3 separate regions of the Mus musculus genome follow, and regions 2 and 3 are each linked to region 1. A link is a contact called in public Hi-C and Micro-C data. All regions are on one chromosome and are shown on one strand. The core of a region is the stretch at or near the end of the contact, and the rest is flanking DNA. Distances in the headings are between cores, read along the strand shown. Region 1 holds the start of Drd1 (dopamine receptor D1). Region 2 holds the start of Cplx2 (complexin 2). Region 3 has its middle 21 kb from the start of Thoc3.

Region 1 (4,214 bases), core at 921-3,420:
CTGCTGCCCTCTCCAAAGCTGAGATGCGCCGGATTTGCTTCTGGGCAATCCTGTAGATACTGGTGTAAGTGACGATCATAATGGCTACGGGGATGTAAAAGCTTATGAGGGAGGATGAAATGGCGTATGTCCTGCTCAACCTCGTGTCACAGTTGTCATCCTCGGCATCTTCCAGGGAAGTAAAATTGCCATCCAAGGGCCATGTAGGTTTTGCCTTGTGCCAGCTTAGCTGCACTGGAATGAAGGATATGAGAACAGACAAAGTCCATGCTACGCTAATCAGGATGAAGGCTGCCTTCGGAGTCATCTTCCTCTCATACTGGAAAGGGCTGGAGATAGCCCAATACCTGTCCACGCTGATCACACAGAGGTTAAGGATGGATGCCGTGGAGCACATGATGTCAAAGGCTACCCAAATGTTACAAAAGGACCCAAAGGGCCAAAAGCCAGCAATCTCAGCCACAGCTTTCCAGGGCATGACCAAGACAGCCACCAAGAGATCTGACACAGCTAAAGAGATGACAAAGAAGTTGGTCACCTTGGACCGCAGGTGTCGAAACCTGATGACAGCGGCACAGACAAGGGTATTCCCTAAGAGAGTGGACAGGATAAGCAGGGACAGAAAACAGGCTGTGAGGATGCGAAAGGAGAAGTCCCTCTCCACTGGCAGGCCAGTCTCATCCATGGTAGAAGTGTTAGGAGCCATCTTCCAGAAGGAAAGCACTTCCGGTGGCTTAGCCCTCACGTTCTTGGCCAGGCTTAGCCAGACTTCCCCCAATCACTCACCACCCAGCCCCTTCTCCAGCCCCAGTTGCTGTCTGGACAAAAGCACAATGGTGTTCCATCAGGAGCATCTCCATAGCAATCCAAGCCATACCAGGAAGAAGAGCCGCTTGCTTTCCACCTGTCTTCTGGGTTCAGTGCTCCAGGTCGCTGTTCCCTGGCATCCGCTGGTCCCTAGATTCCCCAAGGAATGCATAGGCTTTTAAGCATACTCTAAGAGTCTGGGGCCTCTTCCTGGTCAATCTCAGTCACTTTTCGGGGATGCTGCCTCTTCTTCTGAGACACAGCCTAAAATACATGCATTTCTCCTTCAAGCCCCTGGTGCCACATCTCTCCAAATGCCCTAAAAAGCAAAGGGAAACACAAAGTCGTTCACCAATACTCTGTGCAGACCTCCTATTTGGCTACACAAAATCTCAGCCCATCACCCCCTGGACAAGTCCATCAAGACCACCTACCTTGCTTTAGAGTCACTTCTCCCAAAACCCCTGGACTCAACGAGTCCCTCCAGCAGAGCAAGTGTTCCCCCTCCTCATGCAGAAAAATCTCTGGGATGGATTTGGGAAAGGAATCCCAGGCCAGGTGCCAGGGAAGCGGCGCCCCTCCTGCTACCTTGCCCACCTACAGATTGCTGCCCCCGCCCCCAGGAGGGTTCTCGGAGCTTCCTTGGGAGAGGAACCTCCAGGACTGGAACAGCTTCTGTCCTGTCTGAGGAAGCCCAGCTCTGGGCACCCCTTTGGCTCCTCGTTCTTAGGGCAGGACCCTGAGCCTCCTTGGGGAGCCACCCGCTCGCTCCCTGTCAGCAGTGGCAGGAGCTCCAGGCAAGCACAACAGCTCGAGCGAGCGAGGGCACCGGCCGGCTGGGTTCCAGCGGGGCACAGCCCACCCCGCCTCCGCGTCCCCTCCCGGCCCCGGTGGTGGGCTGAGCTTGACAGGCAGAGTGGCGGGCGACAGCCACACGTGGTTCACTGAAGGCACAGCTGGAGCAGGGGTGTGGGACGCCTACCTAATCGCTGTGCCCTCTCTGGCTACCTGATCCCCCCACCCCTCCCCGGGGGACCCTGGCACAAGACAGAACCTGAGGAACAAATCCTGATGCTCAAATCAAGTAAACCAAACTCTCGTTCAGCGCCTCTCCGGGTCAACTCCAAGTTCCACCCAAAGCTCGGGGTCAGAGCTGACCCTACCCACACCCACGCCCTGCTAGTCCTGGACACTGCCCACGTCGCTGAGTTGTCACTGAGTGCCCCGCAGCAGGGGTACGGGAAGCCCCAGGACGAGAGTGCTCACCGATCTGGGAGACCACGCTCCCCGACTCCGCCAACCCTGCGCCCTCTCCTGTGCCGCTCGCTCTGCTCTCCGCGCTCCGCCCGCCAAGGCGCTTCTGCGGTCAACTCACGAGTGCAGCCCGTGACCCGCGCCCCACAAGCACCCCAAACACGGTGCCGCACTCTCAGCAGGTACCCGGCGCCCTCTGCCGGGGCCTCTGGTTTCCTACACCCCGCCTGCGCCCTAGCAGGTTCAGATCACAGGGGCCTCAGCCAGTGTGTGTAACCAAGATGCAGGGCCTCGACCATGCTTTTCCCTGTCCCCTTCTGCCAGAATCTGGACGGTGAGAGGCAGGTCTTCCGCGCTCTAGCCTCCCTCGTTTGAAATGCCCCTAAAAACTCACAAGAATAAGAAGTCCCTTTGGCTAGCATTTTATTCTCTAAGCCATGATTTTCCTTTTGTGTCCCCTGTGTGCCAAGGCTGGAGCAGCAGTGAGAACAACATGTCAACTTATTGTGCAAGTGATCAGAGACCTGGCATAAACTCAGCAGCCTCTGTGTCCCCTAAACACACACACACACACACACACACACACACACCTCATGATGTTCGACATCTTGCAAAACTCCTTCCTTATTGGCTTGCACAGCTTCATTTCATCTGTGTGGACAGTGATGCTCAGAAAGACTGTGGGCTCTACTCCACGTTAACACAGTAGCTAATGAAGATGGTGGCCTGTCTGCCTGACTGTCGCTTGCACAGCCGTGTCTAGGATGGAGCCCACTATCTAAACAATTAGCACAGGGATAAAGCAGAGACAGGAATGTGTGGCCTCAGAGACGTTTAGTGCATAGACGCAGCCCCAGAGTGCCTTCCCATCTGTGTGAAAAGAGATTAAGTATGGAACTTGGAAATCACTTTGCCTGGACTCCTGTGCTTACTGATGTAAAAATTAAATGAAATACTTATTTAAGAGTTGGGACCAGATATGGACTCAGTCAGTCCTTGGTGGCCAGAAATTCTTCAGAGACCAGTTAAAAAAAAAAAAAAAAAAAAAAAAAAAAAAGGTAGTAGTCTTGTCTCCATGAGAACCACACACCACACTGAATGCCCGAATTTTCTCTATACAACCTAAATAGCTCTCCTAATTAGCCAGCAGAAATCATATCTTGGTTTTGGATGTAGTCAAATGATTGACACCAGTCCTCCTCCACCTGTGCTCCCGGTTTGTCCTCCCACTGGCAGTCTTGCTGCCACACACCAAGTTCCACAGACTGGTGATCAGACATATACCCCAAGAACCACATGCCTTTAGAATGGTGGCTCTCAACTTTCCTAATGCTGCAATATGTGGCAACCCCCAACCAAAAAATTATTTTGTTGCACTCTATAACTGTAATTTTGCTAGTGTTATAAATCATACTATAAATATGTGATATGCAGGCTGTCTGTTATGTGACCCCCCCCCCCCCCACACACACACACATACACATAAGGGGTCAAAATTCACACATTGAGAAACTCTGCTTTAGAGCCGTGAGTCAGCACAGGGTAAAACCCTCAGGGGATTCTCATCCCTGAAGCAGTCGCTCTCTACGCAATTGGAACTTTGTTTCACCATACTTCTTCATTTTTGACCAGCGAACACAAATTAGAGGATGTTTCCAGTCCAAGATGGTTGTGTGAGTCTGGAATTGCAACTCCTCTTGCTCTTCCTACCCTGCAATTCCCTGAAATGAGGAAGATGAGGACAAAGGGCCCTCTGGACGCGCAGGAAGCTGTGGAAACTTTAGGGATCCTTTAGGGCAGGACTGAGCACGCTGGAGGAGGGAGGACTCCCTCAGGGAGGGAAAGTGCTCCTCCAGCTAGCACTTGAAGAAGAAGCAACAATGTAGTAACACTTAGGATTGTAACAAGGAAGCTGGAGGTGACCTGAGGGCAATTTGAGGAGTAAGACTTCCCCTAATGACTTGCCAAGGACTCTGGAAAATGGCCACTGCTCTTTAAAGTAGAATGACAGCCATACTAAAGCTGCCTCTGGTGGCATCGTTTTGCCTGCAATGCCAGTCCGCAGCAGAAGAATTCATATAGAATGGGAGGAAAGGCTAGTCGTGGTGCACTGGACAACCTTGGTTTCTTCCAACACTCGTAGCTACTCAGAG
Region 2 (4,538 bases), core at 1,235-3,734, 320 kb after region 1:
CAAGACTTACTTTCTCCCCCTGGGCTTCAATGTCTGCATCTTGAAAATGATGGTTTGTAGAAATTAAATGAAAAAGTGTGACTTATATAAAAGCCCCAAAGTTGGCACCTCAGGCCCTTTGGGGGTGTAGTTCATGGCCGAGTTTAGTGGCATTATCATCATTGGGGGATATTTGGAACAGTCAGCTACTTTTCTTAAATAATAACAGAGAATTTGGGAACCATGTCCGGGCAGAAAGGACTCCTCCCCACACCTCTGTTTGGCTGTGGGAAATAGCTCTGCTGTGAGTTATCCCTAATCGATCAACAGGACGAAGCTTCAAAACTTGGCCAAGCTGAACTTCTGTCCATCAGTAAGATTTCTGCGACTAGGCTCAGTTCATGTCAAATAATGAGGATTTTAAAGAGAGAGAGAGAGAAAGAGAGAGAGAGAGAGAGAGAGAGAGAGAGAGAGAGAGAGAGAGAGAGAGATTCACAAAAGGCTTGGATTCATATGTGACCGCCACCCAGATGGTCAGTCCTCTTATCAGCTTCAGCCTTGAGCTGGGACACACAGGCAGGGCTGGATAGCACCACCTGAGATCTGGGTCTTCCTCTTAGAGCTACAGCCTGCCTCTCTTTACCCATTGTCCTAAGGCTGTCTCCAGTAATGGCAGGGGCGGGGGGGGGGGACAGGGAGAACCCTGTAGCTCTGGTTTTCCCCTGCATTGGTTATTTTATCCACCTCAGCAAGCATACCCTTAGCATCTACTTTGCCAACTACTAACCTAAGGCAATTTCAATTAGCCAAGATTCATCAGCCCTTCCAGGACTAACACCCTCTCTGTTCTGTTCTGAGGGTAGGAAGCCACCCTCCGGCCCTTCAACCTCACTAGCCCCCGCCCAGCCTCCTCTCAAGAGCTGGATGGACCCGGTGCTTACACAAGCCCAGCTTAAAACGCAGCACCCAGGGCTGAACTCTGTCTTTTTATCTGAAGTGCAACTTGGATTTTGATGCTAGCTTGATCAACGTCCGTGTCAAAGGCAAAGCCCCAGTTGTAGCCAGAGTGCAGCTGGCACAGGCCCCCTTCACAGAGCATGTTTGCTGAAGAACTTGTAGAAAGGAAGAGACAGAGGCAGGCAGGGGAAGGGGTGCGGGGGGGGGGGAAGATTGCAGGTCTTAAAATGTCAGATCTCTTGGCTTCCAACTCCCTTTGGGCATTAGTGGCCAGTCTAAGTGTCTCTAATGAAACAGGAGCGTGTGACACACACACACACACACACACTTTAGGCCACCTAAATAGAGGGGCCCTGCCATCATACAAAGCTCCTGGTCTGCAGGGGAGCAGGGGGTGCACACTGATGTCTTCTGACTTGTAAGGTTTCTCCCACGTTAAGGCATCTACTGTGAACCCCTCCTTTCCCTCCCTGGATTCTGCCCTACCGCAGCTTGCAGCTCTTGCTCCTGGGAGAGAAGCCATCTCATCTCAGAAGCAGAAGTCATCCCCACTCTGACATAGCTCTGATGGATGCATGAACTTCTGCACTGCTTCCAAAGGCCAGGTGCAAGGCCCTCCCCACTGGAGCCATTTTCCTACACCTCTGGCTGGATGAAAAGAAGGGGCGGGGAGCCAATAGGTGGCAGGCAGAAAGGAGAGGCTCATTAGGAGAGAGGGGGAAAGATGAGTATGGGGGGAGGCTGAGCGAGTAGTAGGGGTCCCCCTGTTGTCTACTCCCTTCTCTTCCCTGGGCTTAGGAGGGAAAGCAGCGCCTTCTAGAATAACATAACCAGAGAACTATTCCTTCTTCCGAGGATAACACATCTACAGAAGACCAGGAGTAGCTCACCTAGGGTTCCCGCTGCAATTTTGCAGCAGTCTTTCTGCTTCTGGGTCCAGAGCAGAGAGCCACTCACCCACTAGGAGGGCCTTCCTCATCCCACACACCAGTGGTTCTGGAGTGAGCGCATAGCTGGACACTACAGTCATAAACTGCAGAAACGATGTGACAGTGGACTGTCTAGTCCAGAAGCCGCTCCCAGGCACAAAGAAGGGGTGATTGAAACTGGGGCTCCTTTAGGGAATTGGGCACCCCAACGGGAGTGTGCCTATCGTAGTGTGCCCAGAGTAACCAAAGAGAACTTTCCTGAAGAGGTGATTACTTGAGTTTCTGCTTTTAAAATCCTTTCTTCCACTCGTGCCCCCAAAGCCCTTCCAAACCTTCGAGCTTGTGGTTCTTGAACACGGAGGAGTTGGGAATGAAGCCTAGCTGCAGGCAGATCGGTACAGCTTAACGCGGAGAGAATAAAAGAGTAGAAAGGAGATAAGGAAGAGAGGGGAAAATGAGGGGGAGGAGACAGTGAGAGGGAAAGGAGAATGAAGAGAGGGGGAACAGGAAAGAGAGGGGAGAAAAGGGAGGGAGTGCAGGAGGGAGGAAAAGGGAGGGAGAGAGAGAGGGAGGGAAGAGAGAGAGAGAGAGAGAGAGAGAGAGAGAGAGAGAGAGAGAGGTTTTGAATTTCCCTTCTGGAAGAGAAGCTGTACGGCGTCAGGGCCTGGCTGAGGGGCGTGATTGGAGGGCGCCTTAGGCATCCGCCCGCCCGCGGCAGCAGCCTCGGCCCCAGCTTGCCTGGCGGAGTTACACCAGGCAGCGGCGCGAGCTGGCTGAGCACACGGCACCGCCTGCTGGAGTCAGCCGGAGCCCTGCAGTGGCTTAGACGGTTGCTGGGACCACCAGGTCGGTGCTGGCCGTGGGCCGGGGAGGCGGAGCCGGGCTGGGGGCAGTGGGGGAACGCTCTGGCTCCGGAACAGCGGGGAAGCCGGGCAGTGTAGCTTTGAGGGGCTCCCCAAGACCGCGGGGCGCTGCGCTGGGACTGCGGCCCCTACCCGCTCGCTGTGGTGCTGAAGGGACAGCTCCCCGCGGAGGCCAGGGGGACCGCTGGAGCTGCAGACTCGGGGCAGGAAGATGTGGGCAGATGCGCACCCGGAGCAGTGGGGCTTGGGGAGCTCCGACCGCCCCGAGTGCGGAGACTCAAGTGTGAACCTGGAGAACAACTTCGAGCCCGCAAGACTAGGGTGGGGGACGTGGTCCTCGGCTGCTTGGGGTGTGGCTACCCCTGAAGCCCTCCCGGACCCTCTGCTACAGGAGCAGAGAGTCACCCCGAGGGGTAGAGTTCGGTTCCCAAGGGAACCCGAGGGTGGCAGAGGCCAGGTGGAGAGAGGAGAGGCCACGTCGGTGGGGGGCAGGGGGGCTATTTGTCCTCTTCCCGCAGGAGCGCTGTTGGAGTAGCACGAGCCTGTGCAGGGTCACAGGCTGCTCCTCAGTCTCAGACCCTCCTCTCCCTGGCAAAGTTTAAGAGCAGGCGAAGGTTCAGAATTGAGAGGCAAGTGTTGGGGGAAGGGGACACGCACTGACCAACTAAGGGCCCCAGGGCAGAGCTGTTGGTCTCCATGAGGGCCGGGGGAGCGGCGCCTGGAAGCCTGCCCTCTCTTCTGTGGGGGGAAAACCCCCGCACTTTCATGACCCAGACGACTGATCCTTTTACTCTGGCCGGACCTCGCTGCACCCCCCGCCCCCCCCCCCCCACACACACACACCCTCCCCGCCACCTCTGAGACGTCTTGCTGCTAGGGGCGTGGGGTGGGGAAGTAGGGGAGACGTCCTCTGTCTCAGCCACTGCCATTAGCGTGGAGTCCCTTGCAAAAAAACAAAAAACAAAAAAACAACGGAGTGTTGAATTGAGTTGTGATTGTAGCCCGTACTTGAATCAGAGAAAAACAGCCGCAAAGACAAACACTGCAGGTGCTCATGTGTGCTTGTCAGAAGGAGGGGCCCGGTTTCTGGGACTCGAACTGGAACTAGAGCAGGTGCCTTAGCTGCCTTTGGCTGGGACTGACAGCAGGGGTGTGGGAGTGTGGGGTCTGGAGGAAAGATGAGGGGCCTGCCCTGGGTCCCCGGTGACTGGCAGCATGGAAACATTTGCATCAGCCTACCTACACCCCCTCCCCCTTTCCCCCAGTCCAACACCCTACCAGCAGCACCATCCTCCACCCCCACCAGCTTCCTTCCCGCGCGGAGACAGACGGCAGCTTTCCGCAGCACCGCTGAGGAGCGCCTCCTGGCGGTGAGGCCCAAATTCTCAACTGCACACAATCTGCAGGCCCTCTCTCCCGCGGTCCTCCTGGTAGCTCCAGGCGCGCACGCACACACACACACACACACACACACACACACACACACACACACACACACACACACACGCCAGTGTCTAAGAGGTTTAGAATCAGACATGCAGGCTCATGCTTTGAGCCCGTGCACACAACACTAAATTCCACTGAGCAAGCACGCTGAAGAGGATATCCTCTGAGGAGCCTCCAGATAGGTGAAATGGGTAAGACAGGCAACAGAGAAGCTCCCCAGATCACAAAGAAACGATACCCAGACAGCAAGAGCATGAATAGAAAGTGCTTTAGGTCTCACAAAAGCAACCCATCCTGTCGTGTCAGGGAGAACAGGGTCTGCACGAAGGGAAGTACTGTTAGCAAAGGGTCTTAGAAAAGTTGG
Region 3 (4,020 bases), core at 1,254-3,753, 390 kb after region 1:
GTGACCCCAGGATTCAAACCCAGGCAGTCCAACAATGAATCTGTGCTTTTAACTGACACCCATGCTGTGGGACCCAGAGTTCCTGGGGTGATTTGTTATAGCTCTGGCGTTCTCCTTCCTAGTGTCTATATACTCCCTCTGGAAAGAACATTGATAGCAGTGAACTGAACCATTCCTAAAACTTTAAAAAGAGAAAGGCTTGGACTATGGAGTTAGGCACACCCAGTTGGAACAGCTGATAGGACCATCTTTGAGCCCTGTAGCCTACAGTCAGTGTTGACTGTCAATATAACTGCACTGAGAGTCACCACAAAGCCACTCTCTGGCTTGTGTGAGGGGTTTTCCAGGCAGGTCTAACGGAGATGGTGAGATGTACCTATGATGTGGGGGCACCATCCCAAGGGCTGGGCTCACACACTGACATCTCCCTCTGCTGGGGATGAACTGTGACCAGCTGCCACATTCTCCAGCCGCCACTCCTGCACAGCCATAGGCCATACCCGCAAGCCATGAGTCAAAAATAAACCTGTATGAAATCTTAAAATTGTGCTTTTTTTTCCCCTCCTGGGCATTTGGTTTCAGCAATGAGATAATTAACTAAGATACCTCCCTGAGCACTTTCTTTGGGATTAAAATACCCCATGGGCAGCTGGAAGAGATAAAGCTCCCAGGACATGGTGTTTCAGGGTACGTTGAACTCACATCTCTGTGGCGGAGTGCACCCTCTGTGTGAAGGTGTATACAGTTGTGTGTTCGTGGTATGCAGTATAGAAGTCAAACCCCTGTATGGTTCTTGGGAGCTATCCACACTGTTTTCCCAGAATTTGCAAATTTAGCTAGGCTGGCTGGTCAGTAAACCGGAGCGGGGGGGGGGGGGGGGGGAGGGCGGGGGGGGTCCACCTGTCTCTGCCTCCAGGGCACTAAACTACAACCACCCTGGGTTTCTTTACGGGTGTTCTGGAGATCCAGATTTTGTGTTTGCATGGCAAAAGCACTTTACCCACTAAGCTATCTCCCCAGCCCACTTCTTATGGATGTTTATGGAATAAATCAATATACAGGGCTTGCATGAGGTATAGCTCCAAAGGCTATGAAGGTGATTCAACTGTCTTTCCCCCCCTATTCACACTCCATGACCTTGGATGGAAAACCTCCTTCCCGTCTCTAAAACGATCCAGCCAGCGCTGTTTAGTGGGCCCATAGAAACGCTGCCCCCGGCCAGCCTTCAAAATGGATTAAGGATTTGAGGCTCAGTTTAATACTCTACACACAAGATCAAAGAACACAGGAAAGAGCTGGCAAGCAGGGAGGGTGCAAGATGGAGCAGACCCCAAGCAACTAGCCAAGCTGCAGGGCATGGGCCCCACGTCCTGTACAGTCTGTGTCTTTAGAAATTAAAGCACACATTTCTGCTGACCCCCAGACCCAGAGCAAGCAGGAGCACGAAGGAACCTCGAGTAATTTTTCAAAACCATCAGCATGTGTTCAGCGGAAGAAAAGAGGGGTTGTTCAAGGCAGAGACACAGTCCAGCTCAACAGGGAATTTAAGGCTGAAAGCAGACAGCCGCACTGCATCCTGGAGCGGGTTTCCAACCGCAGCCTTGCCTCTGCTTCCCTCTAGTGGCCACACAGGGAATGGTCCACGGATCTTAACAGCACCACTGAGAGAGGATCACCAAGCTTCGAACCTGTAAACCACCTCCGTTACCTTCCCTCCTACAGCCGCTAGCCTGGGTGGGTCCCTTGCCCTCTGGACTCTGCTACAGTCTCCCTAGTGGCACCAATAAGATCACAAACAGCCTCCTACTGCAGGATGCTGTTCGCAGGAACTGTGCCGAGCAGTCTCGGGTCACCCAGAGTTCTTACAACTCTCTTTGGAATCAGGTAGTATCTAGTCTACAGGAGAGGAAACTGAGGCTCATAAAAGTTTAAAAGGCCAAGGCCATACGGCTACTGGGGCGGGGGGGGGGGGGGAGGATCTGTAGTTTAATCCGTTTACAAGCCGGAGCTGTGTCCTTGTACAAAGCAGCAGTGTCTCCTTGACAGTGTTGGGCGTTAACTTGGAGGCTTGACTACTAGCTAGTGGAGAGATTAGACGGTAGTGAAATTCAAGATGTGGGGCCTAGTCGAGGAAGCAATTCACTGGGGCATCCCTTAAAGAGGGTATTTCTATCTCCTGTTTCTCCCTCTCCCTCTCCCTCTCCCTCTCCCTCTCCCTCTCCCTCTCCCTCTCCCTCTCCCTCTCCCTCTCCCTCTCCCTCTCCCTCTCTGTCCCCCCCCTCACTCTCCCTCCCTCCCTCTCTCCCTCCCTCCACTGAAATAAACATTTCCTTTGAAGTTCCGGTATTCTGTTCCAGCAATGCGCAGCCAACAGAAAAGCTAAAACTCGAGGGCCAGACCTAACAGCAGGAGTTTAAGCTGATTCTGCGGCTTTTCTGAGCAGAAGCTATGCAGCAGCCTCCAGCATTGCTCCCTTCTGATCTGCAAGGCTCCACACTGCCCCAGGTGGTCTTTCTTAAAACAGAACTTCCAACTGCTTAAAGACCGGCAAGGCACTTAAGCTGACCCCCTTAGCTCAACTGTTGGCCCCTTCACAGCCAGCCCCACCACCTCCTCCCTTTAGCGAGAAATAAGCAATAAGCGGGGCTCTCTCTCGGAAACTCTCTCTGAGCGCAAAGCCTAACTGAAGGAGTGCTTTCGGGGCTGTGAGAGAGCCCCCTTAGAGCGGAGCTCACCGGAAGACACTCCCTCCTCACCTGTGGAAAAGCCCCTGCTTGGGGAGGTGAGCACTTGGGAAAGATCTGCCTGCCTGCAGCCAAAAGCCTGAGGCCACGTGACATTGCTGTCCAAGAGCTTCCAACCCCCAAAAGAGCCAACCAAACTGATTAGAAGCGGAGTCAGGGTCACACACCTGTGGATGCTGAGATGCCAACGATTTCATCAAAGGGTCCCAATGCACAAATCTCATTCTGGTTCTCCAGATCCCACGTATCAAGACTTGAGGCTGGGAGAGGAACCGGAGATCCAGGAGCCGGATGGATGAGGCCTGGGCTCCTTATATGTTTTATGATCTCTTTTGGCCAGAAAATTCTTACAGAACCACGGGTGTGTAAGTATATAAAATAGGGATACAAATCAAACACAAATTTTGTCATTTAGGGATTTTTATTTACATTTTACTATGTAGCTCTGACTGGCTTTGAACTCACAGAGATCTGCCTGCCTCTATCTCCCAAACACTGGGGTTAAAGTTGTGGACTCATGACACCCAGCAAGGAAATTTATTTTTAAAATTTTTGGTATACATGTTACCGTTTATTAAAACTAAAGCAAATTTTCATACCATGGCATTGTGTCTGTTTTCTGTGTAAAGAATAAAATACTAACAGCATATTTGAATGTGTGGGGTATTTCCATGTCTTTCAGAGTTGATAAGTATATTTTTGATTTAAAATGGTCAATAACGAGAATGCCATTTCACATACACAGTACAAAACGACAGAAGCGTATTTAGGCTGCTCCAGAAGTTGTTGGAGACTGTTCTAATTCCAAGTCAAACTTCATTTAATGACTTATTTAAATGAAACTCAACTCAACAGCAATTTTTAAAAATCAAACACCCTAACTCGGTACAACCCAAGACCCAAAGATTGCTTTGGTACTCACCTGCTGAGCCCTGTTGAGAAACACTGAAGTCTTTGTTTTCCGTAATTAAACCATTCTGTGGAAAAGCATTAAACTTACCATGTACCATCAAAGCACTGCAATTCATAACAGGCAGAAGCCCCCGGTCTGAGCTGAGGTATTTGCGGACCATTCACTCGCACTGCGTATCATGGCGGCACCCGGCCCAAAGTGCACAGTCCTGTGTTCAGAGCTGGGGCTGCAGTAACCACACTCGATGCCCCTCAGACTGTGAACTTGATTTTGACTTCATTTTTGGTCATGGTGCACTCTGAAACCTTATATTATTACCAGGTGGGGTTTTTTGTTTGCTTGTTTTTTGTTTTTTGAGCGTTT

What was found. Hi-C and Micro-C count contacts between places; a contact is called where the count stands out from the background.
Region 2: a contact with region 1 is called in a Micro-C map of embryonic stem cells, with 2.4 times the contacts expected there. The contact joins the promoter of Cplx2 here to the promoter of Drd1 in region 1. A contact is called at or near these places in 1 of 39 promoter capture datasets (embryonic stem cells), 2 of 484 Hi-C or Micro-C datasets (both in embryonic stem cells), 3 of 115 datasets of contacts at active chromatin or transcription factors (embryonic forebrain, large pre-B cells and stem cell-derived neural progenitor cells) and 2 of 9 other capture datasets (adipose tissue and embryonic stem cells).
Region 3: a contact with region 1 is called in a Hi-C map of cortical neurons, with 2.3 times the contacts expected there. The contact joins the enhancer-like site here to the promoter of Drd1 in region 1. A contact is called at or near these places in 11 of 39 promoter capture datasets (the 3T3-L1 cell line, the C10 cell line, embryonic stem cells and 6 more), 2 of 15 datasets of contacts at CTCF or cohesin (the NIH/3T3 cell line and large pre-B cells), 4 of 484 Hi-C or Micro-C datasets (the G1E-ER4 cell line, bone marrow-derived macrophages, cortical neurons and 1 more), 6 of 115 datasets of contacts at active chromatin or transcription factors (astrocytes, embryonic stem cells, forebrain and 1 more) and 3 of 9 other capture datasets (adipose tissue, embryonic stem cells and liver).

The regions. Positions count from the first base shown.
Region 1 is chr13:54,053,488-54,057,701 of GRCm38.p6, forward strand. Drd1 (dopamine receptor D1) reads right to left here and starts at 2,171. Exons shown (of 2, transcript NM_010076.3): 1 at 2,074-2,171; 2 at 1-1,126. The coding sequence starts at 706.
Region 2 is chr13:54,368,865-54,373,402 of GRCm38.p6, forward strand. Cplx2 (complexin 2) reads left to right here and starts at 2,485. Exons shown (of 4, transcript NM_009946.3): 1 at 2,485-2,711. All of the region lies in intron 1 of LOC115488208 (a long non-coding RNA gene), which reads right to left.
Region 3 is chr13:54,445,563-54,449,582 of GRCm38.p6, forward strand. No RefSeq gene overlaps it. Among named protein-coding and RNA genes, the nearest start is that of Thoc3, 21 kb to the right of the region's middle. Within about 2 kb of position 2,504, at least 60 of the 459 cell types and tissues checked have an H3K27ac peak or open chromatin away from gene starts, as enhancers often do. A contact at or near this core is called in cortical neurons, forebrain and hippocampal neurons, where this site is marked.